2 separate regions of the Triticum aestivum genome follow, and region 1 is linked to region 2. The links are chromatin contacts, called in public Hi-C maps. All regions are on one chromosome and are shown on one strand. Each heading gives the region's core, a stretch centred on a gene start, on an enhancer-like site or on the middle of the called end of the contact. The rest is flanking DNA. Distances are from core to core; before and after follow the strand shown.

The links. A called contact is a pair of places that touch in the nucleus more often than the background predicts.
Region 1: a contact with region 2 is called in a Hi-C map of leaf, with 5 times the contacts expected there. The contact joins the enhancer-like site here to the promoter of LOC123121938 in region 2. A contact is called at or near these places in 3 of 5 Hi-C or Micro-C datasets (all in leaf) and 1 of 1 datasets of contacts at active chromatin or transcription factors (leaf).

Annotation. Positions count from the first base shown.
Region 1 is chr5D:380,691,137-380,698,446 of IWGSC CS RefSeq v2.1, forward strand. No RefSeq gene overlaps it. Among protein-coding and RNA genes, the nearest start is that of LOC123121940, 130 kb to the right of the region's middle. Within about 2 kb of position 5,750, at least 2 of the 8 cell types and tissues checked have an H3K27ac peak or open chromatin away from gene starts, as enhancers often do. A contact at or near this core is called in leaf, where this site is marked.
Region 2 is chr5D:380,373,454-380,381,120 of IWGSC CS RefSeq v2.1, forward strand. It overlaps LOC123121938, which reads right to left and starts at 1,997. Exons shown (of 2, transcript XM_044542038.1): 1 at 1,576-1,997. The coding sequence starts at 1,755. It also overlaps the pseudogene LOC123121939.

The DNA of each region.
Region 1 (7,310 bases), core at 4,500-6,999, 320 kb after region 2:
CAAAGTTCATACGATCCCAACAAACACACTGCAAAAATAGTTACATCATATGGATCTCCAAGAGACAATTGTATTGAGAATCAAACGAGAGAGAGGAAGCCATCTAGCTACTTCTATGCAAAATGTTTATTTTGTTCTAATTTCTCAGAACTTTTAGAGTTAAAGAAGTATAGTCAAAGTTCAGATTGCTACAGACTGTCCTGTTTTTGACAGATTCTGTTTTTGATGCAACGTTTTGCTTGCTTTGATGGAACTATGGATCTTAGCAATGGTATAAGCCATGGAGAAGTTATAATACAGTAGGGATAATGGAAAATAAAATATGAATGGGTTTGCAACAACACTTAAAGTAGTGATTTGCTTTATTATACTAACGAATCTCACGAAGGTTTTGTTAAGTTTTGGGTGGATGGAGTTTTCAAAGATCGAGGAGGTATCGATATGAGAAGAGGGAGGAGAGGCAAGAGTTCAAGCTTGGGGATGCCCAAGGCACCCCAAGTAAATATTCAAGGAGACTCAAGCATCTAATCTTGGGGATGCCCGCAAGGCATCACATCTTTCTTCAAAAAGTATCGGTATGTTTCGGTCTTCGTTTTATTCACATGATATGTGTAAATCTTGGAGCGTCTTTTGTGTTTAGTTTTCACTTTTCTTTTATGCACCATGCTGGTATGAGATAGTCCTTGGTTGATTTATGGAATGCTATTTGCACATTACTTATATCTTTTGAGTATGGCTTTATAGAATGCTTCATGTGCTTCACTTACATCATTTGAAGTTTGGATTGCCTGTTTCTCTTCATATAGAAAACCTTTATTTGTAGAATGCTCTTTTGCTTCACTTATATTTTTTAGAGCATGGGCAAGTCTTTTGTAGAAATAATTGAATTCTCTTGCTTCACTTATATCTATTTATAGAGTCAACAAGAATTGGCCATTCACATGGTTAGTCATAAAACCCTACATAAAACTTGTGGATCACTGAATATTATATGTTTGATTCCTTGCAATAGTTTTGCGATATAGAGATAATAATATGTGGGAGGTACTAGTAAATGGTTGTGGTTAGTAAGAATATTGGTGTTAAGGTTTGCGATTCCCGAAGCATGCACGTATAGTCTCTCGTTATGCAATGAACTTGGAGCATAATTTATTATTGATTATCTTCCTTATTAGTGGCGGTCGGGGACGAGCGATGGTCTTTTCGTACCAATCTATCCCCCTAACATTACCTAGGATTTGCTTCTTATTGTCCTTGGTTGACCACTTAGTTGAAACCTTAGTCATATAAAGTAGAAAACCAAGAAACCCTTAAGGGGTTAAATAGGAAAGTAAATCCCCAGAAGGAATTCACAAATTAAATATTGAAAAACAAATTACAAGATGGGTCAGAGAAAACTAAACCAGGAAAATTCAGCAGAAAACATCCTTAGGAAAAAATTCAAAAAAAAACTAAAATAAAGCCTCGGAATAAAGAGAAGAAAATGGTTGGACAAAAGGCTGAGATAAATGTTCACCAATTCAGAAACATTCCATATAGATTTTAGAGCAAGTTTGCTTTTGGAATAAATTCTAGATTCAAAACTGGATTGAATTTATAGAAGAAGACTGAAAAGGAAACAAATAATAAAAAGAAAACAAAAAGGGGAAACCTAACCTAGCCTAACCAGCGCAACTAGCGCCGCACCCCACCTAACCACGCGCGCTCTCTCTCTTCTCTCTCACCGACATGCGGGACCCACCTATCAGCTGCCTCGTCAACAACCTCTCGACGCCCATGTCACGCACGCGCCCACGACCTGACGTGCAACCCAGCCACGATCTCCACACCGGTCATCTCGTGCACACCTGAGCCCTACGAGCACGCCTTATAAATTCCCCTCGCCCCCTCTCTAAAACCCCTCCTTCCACCGTTAGGCCGCTTCAGCGCCGCAACCCCCAACCACCACTGATTACCTGCAAGTGCACATGGTTTAGTTGTAACTTTTTTTAAGTAATAGTATCGATCTCACAGGGAGCACAAGAATTAGGGTTTTTGCCTCTGATAGTGACTTACGGAATTGTACCTGCAAGTGATTGTAGACTCAAAGCAAAGTGAGGGCGGAGGATGGATATTGGTTTTGGTGAAATGCAAACTTAAAGTAAATAACATAAATAGAAATAAAAATAGTAAAAAAGTAACAAGCAAACAGACAGAGGAGTAAGACGTTCTCAGGGAGTCTGTAATTCCCACTTGTATGTTTCTACGCAACCTATGCAACAACATAGTATTATTTGGATACTTGAGCCACTCTTGAAGTTTACTCTGCAGAGCAGGGTACAGAACACGTTCTACTCTAGATAGACTCCGTGCCACGCAGGGCACCACTGTAGTTCCCCCTGCAGGTTATAACTACGGTAATCGAGGGTTTCTCCATGGACGCGGACTCACTAAGGGTTCTTTATGATTCCCTTAACAATTGTAAAACCTAGGGATTAAGACTTTTACATTCACCTCTAATTACCTCCACTCTCTAACTCTTACAAAACAGTGATACGCTTCGTGGTCTTTCGACGAAAATGCTGAGTGGGGCCCTTTCACAACATTCACGAAGTTTATTAAGCTAAAGCATTCAACACAGAATCTCGTAGCCTTATTAACGTTCCAGTTCCTATACATATCAATGTTCATCCATATCCCCGAAAACTAGGGGGTTTACTCATATATAGAGACAACACGCATCATGAAAGCGGTGATGATAAACATGGATGAATCAAACGAGTAACACACAAGATGATCCACTAGGGTTCCGATGTTACAAACAAGATGAATAAGGATGTGGATGATGATGATGATAGTGGTGATGATGCAGGCGTCTCCTTGCACGTGGTGGTGAAGATGGTGATCTCCTCCTTGCCAATTCCTCCTCTGAATGGATTCCGGAGGCTAGGATTCTCCTTCTAGATGTGTTTCTGGTGGCTGTGGACGTCTACTCCACGATCCGAATGCACGGGGGAGAGTAGTCGACCTGGGGAGGCCGCCGCCATGCCATACGGCCGCTCATACGAGCGGGCGTGCTCGTATGGGTGGCAATCTTACCCTCCGGAGGCGCGATATGGCCTCCAAATTTCTCCCTTTGCTTTATTTCTTTTATGATAGATGATAATCACAATAAATGACGTGATTCCATCGTAATTTCCTGAAATTCCTTCCATAGTATTTTATTTGCTCCAAAAGACGTTTCCTAGAAAAACCGACAAAAAGCAGTGCACGAACGCGATAAAATTTCACAGAGCCTACGGTGTAGGCACACAATAACCATCAAAATCATCATACATTTTGGACTCATCAACTCCCACAAGCTTATGCCTTGCTCGTCCCCAAGCAAGTACCGCGGTACATGGGGGCAAAATTTGAGGCTGAGACAAAAAAAATTACATCACAAGATACAGATAAGACATCTGTCGAAGCACTTTTTTTTGTCCAGATACCCTTAAAATGGTTTTTATGAACAATTGTCCTATTATAATTCATCTCTTGACGAACCAACCCGTGGTTGGATGGTTAGGAGGACAGTGGTACCCCCCCTCCCCCCTCCTCCCTCCACCACCACCATCACCACCAGGATTCAAGTACTAGACATGACATTGATGCTCGTATTTTGCTAAATTTATTTCAGTCCTTCCGGCTATTTACATGTAGTGAGAGGAGACGTTCTTGTCAACTAGAAAACCATTTGTGGGGACTTCGTCAATCTGTTGAAGATGCTCTAAATCCATCAAGAGGACATATGGAAATTCTGGTTCCTATTTGTTCAGTTCAAAGAAGAAGAAAAAGAGTTGAAAAGCTAGCACCAGAACCTCCCTGACCCAAGTCAATTTAGGAGCAGAAACCAAATAGAAACAGTACACTCCATGCCAACAACTCTACTTTTATACCCCCCCTAAAAGGACCAAACACAAGCATCGACAATAGAACACGAGGGGCCCATTTCTCTCCCCAAAAATTGAAAACCTTTATTGTCCCGTGCAGTGTTTGATCCTTCACGGCGAAGTAATTTTCCATGCAGTACGAGTTTCTTTTATCATTCAGCAGCTCGTAGTGCTTTGAAATAATTGCAGTCGCTTGCAAGAAAAAGAAAAGATATTTGATAGTGTCATCAACCAGATAAAAATGGGGCCTAATAAGCGAGCAGTAGGAGCACGGGAGATTGAGTGCATGCCAAGAATTAGCCTGCAACTCGAATAAAGTTCCGCGCTTTATTTATACCGCCACACCTTTATCTAGCTTGTCCAGCACGTGTCGTTTGCATCGGGTTTACCGCTCTCTCTGACTTTAGTTACGAACTTGAACTTGATTAACATTTTTCTATTACCTTTCCTAACGCTAGTTAGTATGGTTTGGTTTGTAGTTTAGGATGGTGGTTATTTTTGCCGTCTAGACTCAGTAAAAACAACCCGGTAAGAGTAAGTCCAACTTCTAAATCATAAAAAAAAAAATAGGAGTAGTAGTCTAAGAGGAATATCTGGGAATAAACCCCGTGTAATTTACTATCCCATTGCCCCATCTGAACTAACTGAAACCATATTTAATTCCGGGGCGTGATGTGAAATCGGGACATAGTCAGGCCGGTTTGGATTGTCGCACACTCATACTGCTGCCACACGCTGACGTGCTCAGCTGTGGCATTGTTTTTGCCAGACATAAATTTGCTGACGACGCTCAAGAAAAGACACATTTGATATTTACTATCATGGATTAGATTGGTCTCAGATTTATCATCACCAAAAGCATCAATCCCCTGCATACGTCATCGAAAGAGATCGTAACTTTGCTCGCGACTGCAAAAGCCCGCAGTAATAATTTCCTTCCCAAGGAGAAACTGAATGAATTAGTAGTAAAGAATCTGCAGATGGTGCAGTGCAGGAGTACAATATTTTTCAAAATGATAGGGTATTCTGTCAAGAGATCCGTTGGGGAGTTAATGGCAGTCCGATCAAAGAGCAGTTAGGCAGTGGCGCCACAGGCCACTGACAGCAGTATTAACTGCGACCTGCCGAGAAGAGGTAGGGGGATAGAGTCGTAGAGGGATCGACCGATTTAACACGGGCCAGATTGAAGGCAAAGGCTAGGTGAAATCATTGACTGCATCTCGCTGGTGGCACAGGGCAGAGGCAGAGGCAGCGGCAGCGGCAGCTGTCTCTGGAGCCAGCCGGCCGGAATATACCCGGCTTTTTCCGTGAAAGGGAAGGGGAATATACTGCGGCTCGGGTGGCTACGTACGGTACGCATGTCTACGTGTGTGGCTGCGGCTTCTACGTACCGTACCGCTCCAGCGCAGCGCAAGATCATGGATCGATCTCCTCGCCCAGATGGCACCACCGCCATTCGACATCTGTGCGCTACTGCAGTTCGCTCATGGCTTCATCAAAGAGAAAATACCACAATGTGCGTCTCTGTTGTTTCGGTATCCTGTTTGTCCGTCGACCAACTTGCTTCTTCTTCTTTTTCGAGTGGTGGTGACCAACTTTCTTCTTTACGCAACGTATAAGCTCTCTGTATTCCGACGAGGTTTCGTCATCGTTATCGTCAGAAAAAAAAAAGAGAAAGTATGGGACGGATTTTTTTCGTTCATCGGGAGAATAAAATTATTCACCGTGCCGTGAAACGCGTCTTCACTGGCCGAAAGCGTGCGGCAAGCACACACAGTGATGTTGGCGTGCACTTGGGACAACCTTTTTCCCCCTTAACAAACAGGAAGCTACCCAAGCAAAGCGAGGGCCAAATACCTACTCCCAACAAGCCAAATTGGAACAGGTGCCTGCACGTATTGCGCCTTGCCTCCATTTCGTTTTCTCCTTTTAAAGAAAGAAAATTTTCCAACTAGTCGACGGCTCCAAATTTCTCACGGCATCTTTCGACGCGCGGCCGGACGTCTATTTTCGCGCGTCCTGTCCCGGCGTGCCTTGTTTATTAGTGCGGGCGAGCTTATCCTCGAGAGACAAACAAATCTTTATCAAAGCAATTTCCATTTCCCTTCCCTTCTCCTCGGTCGACGCAAGCGTGAGCGTGAGGGAGGGATAAGAACAAAACAAAAGCCACAGTTCCCCAGGAAAAATAATCTCTTCTTTACTCGCAGCTGATGGAATCTTTGTGTTATTTTACTAGTAACAGCCCAAGTGAGAGAAGACAGTGAGAAACAGATGGGTCGCATGGAGTCTTTCTGGCCACAAATCCTCCACTCCTACTGTAGTGTTCAAACCAATTATTGGTGGGCAAGCTGGGAAAAAGGTGGAGAAAAACCGACCATTTATATTGACTATTCCTATTTTTTGCACTTTTTTAAATTGTTGTCAAGAAAAGAAAAAGGTATGTCTAGGGGGTATGCATCACATGCAAAATTAGGTACTAGAGCATTTTCTCCTGTTAGGCGGGCAGACCTTTATTTGAAAATCTGGGCCTGCTGACGAAAAACGGCAAATAGTAGCAGTGCTGCAGTGGTATACTTGACTCGGACACATTAAAAGGAGATTGGTCCTGCTAGGCAGGAAAAAAAGGGTGGTGTACTCAATATTCAATTCTAGTGGCATGAAATCATTGTTTGTATTGATCGCGATAATGATGTAGGGATGGGGCCAAGTGGCGTGTCAGTTTCAGAGGTAACCAATACGTTGGGGGCAAAAAGTCTCAACTAATATAGACTATTAAAAACTAATGCAAGACAGGACTATCAACACTGCTTTTTGGAAAAGAAATCATTCAGTCTGCCTCCAATTGAGCATAGGGACATACTGTCAAATCAGAATATGGAGAAATAACAACAGAATGATGACCAACGGAAAAGAAAAGAAAAGAAAAAGGAAGCCTAGAGGGAGGAGCCCCCCCCCCCCCCCACCCGTCAGTGAGTGATGGCGCTCGGCCAACGCATTTTTACACAAAACACCCTTGCTTTTTTATTCGCGGGAAAAGCCGATCACTGCTACACATTCTTGCATAAAACCCCTCACAATTTTTATTTGCAAAAAGCCCACCACTATACTGCTCATAGATGCGAAAAATTAACACAAAAGGGGGGCCGCCAGGTCTCAAACCTGTCACTTTAGAACACGAGCCAGTCTAGCCACTGCAGCCTTCACGTTTGGATGTCTAATATGTTACAAATATTGTACATACAAAAAATACTTTACTTTAAAATTGTTCATGTATTATTTTGAAAATATTCATATATTACTTTAAAATTGTTCATGTATTATTATAAAAATGTTTGCATAGTTTATACTAATACAAATACATTTAAAATTACAATTCAAAAATATTATTTTAATTATACA
Region 2 (7,667 bases), core at 747-3,246:
CGAGTAATTGTCATGCCGTATATTTTGAGTCACTTGTAAAACTCTATTCTCCTCTTATTTAATTGATGAGGCAAATCTTTTGCCTCCGTTTCGAAAAAAAATATCAAACCAAAAATCATTCACAATGAACCAGAGAGCATAATTCTAAAGCACAACATTTTTCTCTATTAGACACCTTGTTACAGTCAGAAGATACTGTAAGCAGCGTCAAAAAAAGAAAGATACTGTAATTGTTAATGAATTTTGTGCAGTTTGTTGCAGGTTCAAATGTTGGACATCCACAAATTTTGTTTTATAAAGATGCACAGGACACTCTGAAACCATGTGTACCGACCACACAAGCCGTATAATTTTACCCAATTAACTGAATAGTGTGCAGAACTGCAGAATATGACAAGACACCACCACATCTTTCTGATATCACAGCACAAATATGCTTGCAATCCAAATACTATTCTGTATTTCTATGAGTTGCTGGCCAGATCAGAATCCATAGACATGAGCACAACGTGTCGACACATAACAACATTAGCAACAACAGCAAAAAACATGTAGGAAAACAAGTCAAAGGGTGCATTCAATCCGCAAATTAAAAAAACTTCAGCAGTCAATTAACAAGAGAGGCATGTATCTTTCACTGGTGCTAGTCATGCAGGAAAGAAGATAAAAGCACTTCGGTCAGAAGGAATCCCAAATATGGACTGAGCCACAGGCTTCAAGAAATCTACTGCTCTCTCACAACAACATAGTTGTGATAATACTAATAATAAATTAAACCACGGTTTTACTCCTATATTAAGGTAATCCCATGCATAGGCTCACAATTTTACATTCACACCATATCACTAAGGACCTATCATCTTAGCAATAGAAGAACATGACATTTTTTCGAACAAGATAAACCCCCCCTTTACATTTCTTGGAACTGAAAACTATGAGTCGAGCAAGAGTAGTCCCACTCACATCACTACTGTATATTACGGTAATCATAACACCAATTTTCATGCCTTTGCAAGAAGCTGGCTAGTTTATATCGAGTCACTGCCCACCGTAACCAGTGCGCCTGAACCTCTGACCTCGCCCCTTCCATTACTTAGAACCGAGAACTATCATACGAGCAGCAGCAGTCCCACTCACATCACTAATGTATATCACCACCAATTTTCATGCCTGTGCAAGAAGCTGGCTAGTTTACATCCAGTCACTGATTACCGTAGCGTAACCAGTACACCTGAACCTCAGAGACCTCAAAGATGCTCATATTAACTGTAGATGGGTAATTTGCTCCCAAAGCGTAGCAATTACTGATTAATCAACACCTAACATAACAAACACCTTCAATCAAATTTAACTACGTCACTCAAACTTCAAAATTCCTTCAGCAACTACACGTCTACACGAGACCACTGATAAATCTGAAATGCGCCAGCATTCAGCAACCGATCTCTGAACTTACTCTGAAGGCACGATGCGATGGACACCACCACCAACTGACTCAACACCAGGGCATACGCACGGAGATGAATCGGACTGGTGGGAAAGGAGACAGAGAGCACTGGGGGCTGGGATTACTACCTCGCGGCGGGAGAGCTCGGCCTTCCAGGCGGCCTCCCTCTCGGCGACCTCGCGCTCGCGCTCCTGGATGTAGCTCTGCATCTCCCGCTCCTTCATGATGCGGTCCTGGATGTCCGCGTCCAGCGCCTCCTGCAGCTCCTTCACGAACCTGTCCACCACCGCCTTGATCCGCACAGACATCTCGCCCCCTCCTAAGTCCTAACCTACACCGCGCGGGTTCCGCTTCCGCGCTCCTCCTCCTCCTCCTTCTCTTGCCGCCCTCTACTGGTGCCTCCCTCCGGCGATACGCATGGACGGCTCGCCGGCTGGCTGGCTAGGGTTCCGGCGTGGCGAGGTTGGTGGGCGCCGCAAGTCTCGTGCGCCGATGGTGTCTTCTCTTGGCCGTCTTCTCGTTTGGGCTGTAGCGCTGCTGCTGTGTGGAAGAGAAGATGTGGGACCCAGCAACAGCGAGCCGACCCAGCATCCGGACGCCTCCTGTGATCTCTCAACCGTCGCCTTCGCCTGAAGACGTATTCTCTAAAGACCGTAAACCTGATCTGAAGACGCACTCGATGGCAAAACCCACTAGAGAAAGACTAGGAGCAGCACAGGAAAAATTGCAAAAAATAAAAAAGTCCAAACAGAAAAACCATCAGCATCACGGCAGCAGAAAGATTAGCAATACCACAGGAAAACTTGCAAAAACAAAAACCAAAAGGAAAAACCATCAGCATCACAGACATACACACAGCAGAGAACAACCAAATGTCAAAGGTTCATAAATTTATGATAACCACCGGTTAAACTCGACGACGACGACACGACGATAATCCGACACATTAATCCACGACATCCGGGCTAACAACAATCCACGACGACACATTAAGCAGTTCAACGCCTAAACAAACAGTCTCGACCACGAGATTACGCTAAGGCAACGGTAACATCTAGTTCAGGTTTTTTTTTCTTCTTCTGCTTCAGAGTTCTACGTCAAGCTGGTCACTGACGACGACGGCATGCAGACTGACACTGAGCTCACTTCCAGGGCATGCTGGACAGGCCGCTGTTGCTGGGAGTGGCCGCCGCCGGGACGCCCTGGTTCATCGGGCTCCCGGAGGACTCGCTCAGCGTGCCCCTGGACGGCGGGCTGTTCTGGGCCATCCCGACGCTGATGGGAGCATGCGCGAGAGGCGGCACGGCGATCGGCGCCGGCACGAAGCTCGGCGTCATCCTCGGTGGCGCGGATGCCGGTTCATGTGCAGCAGCAGCGGCGGCGGCGTGCTTCGGCGCCTTCTTCTTCTCGGCCACGGTGTTGAAGGTTCCCACCACAACCTGTGGGAGTGCAAGGATAGCACTGGTTAGTCATTTCTCTAGTGTACTATGACTAGTGAGAAATAAAATCATGAACCAACATTCAGGTTTGGACAGTTTCCCAGAATTTCAGTCAGAGGGGCATGCCCTTTTCAAAAACAGCATGAAACGAAAATCCAGGAGACAGATCATTGTGCTAACATCCTTGGCATGAAGCAGTGAAGAAACTGAATAATTCTGCTAATATACTGAATTCATTTCACTTTGGGCTAGGAAAGACAAGCAATTTTGATGCACAAGCTACACATGTACAGCTGTGCATCAAACGATTGCTAATGCACTCAAAGCAAAATTATGCAAAGAATTTTTCTTGCTAATAGAGAGCTGATCTAGTAGGTGGATGCCAATGATGTGGAAACTCTAGGGAACTAACTGTAAATAGCAGTCTGGCTATTGAGGAATATAATCATGAAGCAGCATTCAATTTTCAGCAGTGTGCACAGAATATCAGTCAGAGAGGCATGGACTTTACATACACATCATAAACCAAAACACAGGAGACAGACAGTTGTGCTAGAATGCTCATATCCTGAAAGCGAATTATGCACAGAATTTTACTTTTCGCTAGTATATGAGATAGAAAAGATTGACAAAGTAACCTAAGTAAAGCTATTATTCTCAGTTTGAAGCAGTAAAGAAACTGAAGAATGCTAACACGCTGGGACGAAAAGATGCAAAGAATTTTACTTTTGGCTGTATTGGCATATGCAATGTAGAAAGTTTCATTAGGAATGCTATGTATGAAAGTGAAACTATGGCTGCATATATATGATTTACTGAGATTTGAGGTTGGTGTGAAAGAACAGACCTGAATAGGTGTGCAGGCAATCAGGAGTCCAGCAATTCCGCCACCCAAGACGCGGCCATCAGGACTTGCAAGTGAAACACTCAGCCCACCGGTTCGGCTACGATGGCCTCCAGTCTCTTGCACGGTGAACGATCCGGACAGCGACAGTATCTCAAATCGGCCCTGTGGCAGAAAACAAGAAGAACCATCAGTTACAAACCTGTCGTAGACAAGCCGTCCACAGTGATTCCAACACAACTACCATTTCAGTTTTTGAACTTTTGTATATTGGCAATTGCCATTTCATCGAAAGAGATGCATTATCTCGAATAAGAAGTGCATACCTCGTATGTGACCGTCCCACCTGAAGTGGCAGATTGCCGAAGGGTCACGTTTGAAATGGCGCCATTTGCTGAAAGAACAACAACTGCACGAACTCCATGCTGCGCAAATGACAGGATCTTTGCAGCCACATCCTGCAATGCAGCACTCAAAGTTATTCACAAGTGTTGTGGATAATTTGTAGTTACGATGTGAAAATGCACACCTTTTTGGTATGTGCTAAGGATGACATGCGAAAATACATATTATGACAGACACTGCAACAATGTAAATATGGGATTGAGGAGGAATCTTTACTACCTCTCCAGCTTGAACAGCAATGACATGTGGAGTGAAGCCAGCTCCTGCAGTCCCTGCAGAGATACAATTTCACCAAGAACATGATCAAACACTCGTGTAGATCTCAGAAGAAGCAGGGCGACACATTTTAAACTTCAGTCAAACAGACATGTAAGGCTTCAGTTCAAAAGTTCAATTTCAGCTGGGTGATGAAACTGTCAGGCAATAGGGATCCTTAACTATGCATTTTTTCAAAAATCACTGCAAGTATTCAATTAAGCTTGCCTGTACTACATACACAGTAAAGAGGCTACAGTTTGAAAAGCAAGAAGGGTACAGCAGTAATTTCCACCTGCAGTCTGCACGCAGTACAACACCCCAGATCTAGTCAAAGCTACTCAGTATGTCCAGAGGCTAGGCAGTAAATTTCGAATTTCTAAACAGGTAATTAAATTAAATAAAGAGGAGGTAAATAATTCTTCTAATTGCTTCACAAAAGTAATTAAAACCGTAATAACAGAAAAATGGAGAAGTTCAGAGAGATTTACCGATGAAAGCAAGCGCAGACATGACCTTGTCCTGCTTCTTCACCTTGTTGGTGGAGCCCTTTGGGCGACCCCGCTTCTTCATCCCCACCGGTGGCACCGCCAGCACGCCGCCCGCCGCCGGTTTGCCGGCCGGCGCCGAGAAAGCCCCGGAATCACCGGGCGCCACCGCCGTCGGCTCCCCGGGCATGGGCACGGGCACCAATGCCAGGGACGTGGAGCCGTCGTCGCCGTACTTCATTGCGCGGCCTCCTCCTCCATGTTGAGCTCGAACGCCGGCCCGCCATTGCCCCCCGCAGCAGCCGCGTCGGGGCCAGCCGGCATGTCGAGGCCAGCGCCTCCCCCTGGCTGGTACGCCTCCGCCGGCGGCGGAGCTGAGCCCGGCTTGAGGAAGTAGGCGTTGCCGTCCTCGCCGTAGGTCATGCGCATGTTGGGCACGGGGCCGGAGGACTGCGGCGTGGGCGGGCTGTTGGGCAGCCCGAACGGTTCCCTCCCGGCCATCCCTCCCTGCTGCTCCTGCGACGCCCTCACCTCCATCATTCCTCAAAAAAAGCAGAAGCGAAGCTCCTACCCAGAACAAGCAAGCTCGGCAGCAGCTATAAGAAAACCATAAACCCCACGCCGCGCGCGCAGAGCTCGAAATCTTTGACGACGAACAGAGCTCGCAGTATCTTGGGACGAGTGGGGCGAGGCCGCAAATGACGGGAAAAAATGAGGAGAAAACGGGAGCAAGAAACGGTAAACCAGAACGAAATGGAAAAATAATGCGGGGTGGTTGGTAATCCAAGCCCCGGCGAGAGGATTTGGCAGACCAGGCGCAGAAATTACAGATCCCCCGCCCGAGCGAGGGCGCGGCAAAATCACCGAGAAATCACCGCAAACCAGGATAATACCGCGAAAATACGGACAAAAGACAAAGAAAATAATCAGTCAGGAAACACAAAAGCAGCAACAAAGCGAAGCTCTCGGCTGCACGCTCGTACTGCGCGCGGGGAAGACGGAGCTCGGGGGCGCTCGCTCGCTCGCAGGCCACTCGAACGACTGCGGACGGGGAGGAGAGGGGGCGAGAAATTTGGGGATTTCGCTTATCTCCTACGTAATTTGGGAGCCCTCACGAGCTCTCCTCCCAATTTCGTTTCTTTTTCCTTCTTCTTCTTCTTTTGCTTTTCTTTCTAAACTCCCCCGCTCTCACGTAATCTTTTGAGAAAAGAAAAAGGGATTAAATTTGCCGGGGGGATTAAAAACGGGCAGGTAAGTGAGGCGCGTCAGGGCTGCATTGGTAAGGAAGGATCTACATTATTTGACCCCCCCAGGGCACTTATTATATTTACTTTGTGACCTCCTCTGCTTTTGGCTTTATCCGACCCTGTGTGTATTTTTTTTCCTTTTGCTGTTGTCTGTTTTTCACTGTGCACATGGACCTAACCCAAAGCCGTTCCCCTCCCTACCACCACATGCCAACTGGATAGCAAAGCCAATAATAAAATACACATAGCATGCATTGCTTTGACCAGACTAGTATGTGTTTCAAAAAACTTGACCAGATTCATATGTTAACCAAAGGATTTCGCATGGTTGGTTTGTCTATGGAAGGGTTTCACCACATCAATAAGTTTTTAAAAAGGTTACGACTAATTTAATCGTCTAATGAGATTTGACCACATGCAGTTGTCCCAAAAATGTTCGGGCAAGAATTGGACTTTTTTTACGGCGTTTTGACAAGATGAACATTTTCAAAGGAATTTCACTACGTCCATTTTGAAAAAAAAATGATTTGACAATATTCTTATATGCTGAAAAAGGATTTGATCATTTTTATATGTTTTCAATTTGTTTACCAGATCTATACTTTTGAATGGTTTTGACTAAATTGTCATGTTCTCAATGGATCTTTTTCCACATGCAAACATTTTGAAAGGGTTTGGCCAGATCAAGACGAAGGATTTGACAAGATCCTTGATCTAAAATGGGATTTGACTAGATCCATGTGTTTTGAAAACACTTTGACCACATTGTATGCTTTTTTAAGTATGTCAATAACCATAACATTTCAAAGCGGTTGGACCAGATCCATATGTTTTCAGAAAAGGTTTGACTAAGTTATACGAGAATTAACACCTATCACATATATTGTCGTGGCAATAATTATTTAGATCATGCTAGGTGTGAATACGTATTGTTATATATGTGCAATATTCTTGAGAATAGCATATAAAGGTAGTACGAATAAATGATCATGACTTATCACTGCAGTCAAGGTAAACATCATTGTGTAAAATCTGATAACTATGGAAAAGGGTTGAACTATATACCTTTTATAATTCGTGGGGATACATAAATGAACAGTAAAAACATTATAGTTAGGAAACAATACAAGCATATATGTCACTCATGGCTCATTCGGATCTGATCAAAGTAATCACTAAACAAATGGCCATGTAAATAAACAAACAACCTAGGCATGAAGAGTTGAATGGTTGGGATGAAGATGGAGCAAGGACATACCGAGATGTGACAAGGTTAATATGGCGAGGAGATAGGTCCGCGAGATGGTTGTATCTCGAATGGTAGGGTGGAGTTGGAAGAATTGAGGCTTAGAAAAAATAGGTGACAATGGATTGAACTATTAATGATATGAGAATAAAAGTTAAGACATTACATGGTGAACAAGATCATTGAATATGAATTGAATGGGTGTTCTGTTATATACATCCAAGATGAGCTGGAGAGTTGCTAGTCCTAGTCAATTAGATACGACCAACTGTGTTCTACAATACATACTTCGGTTA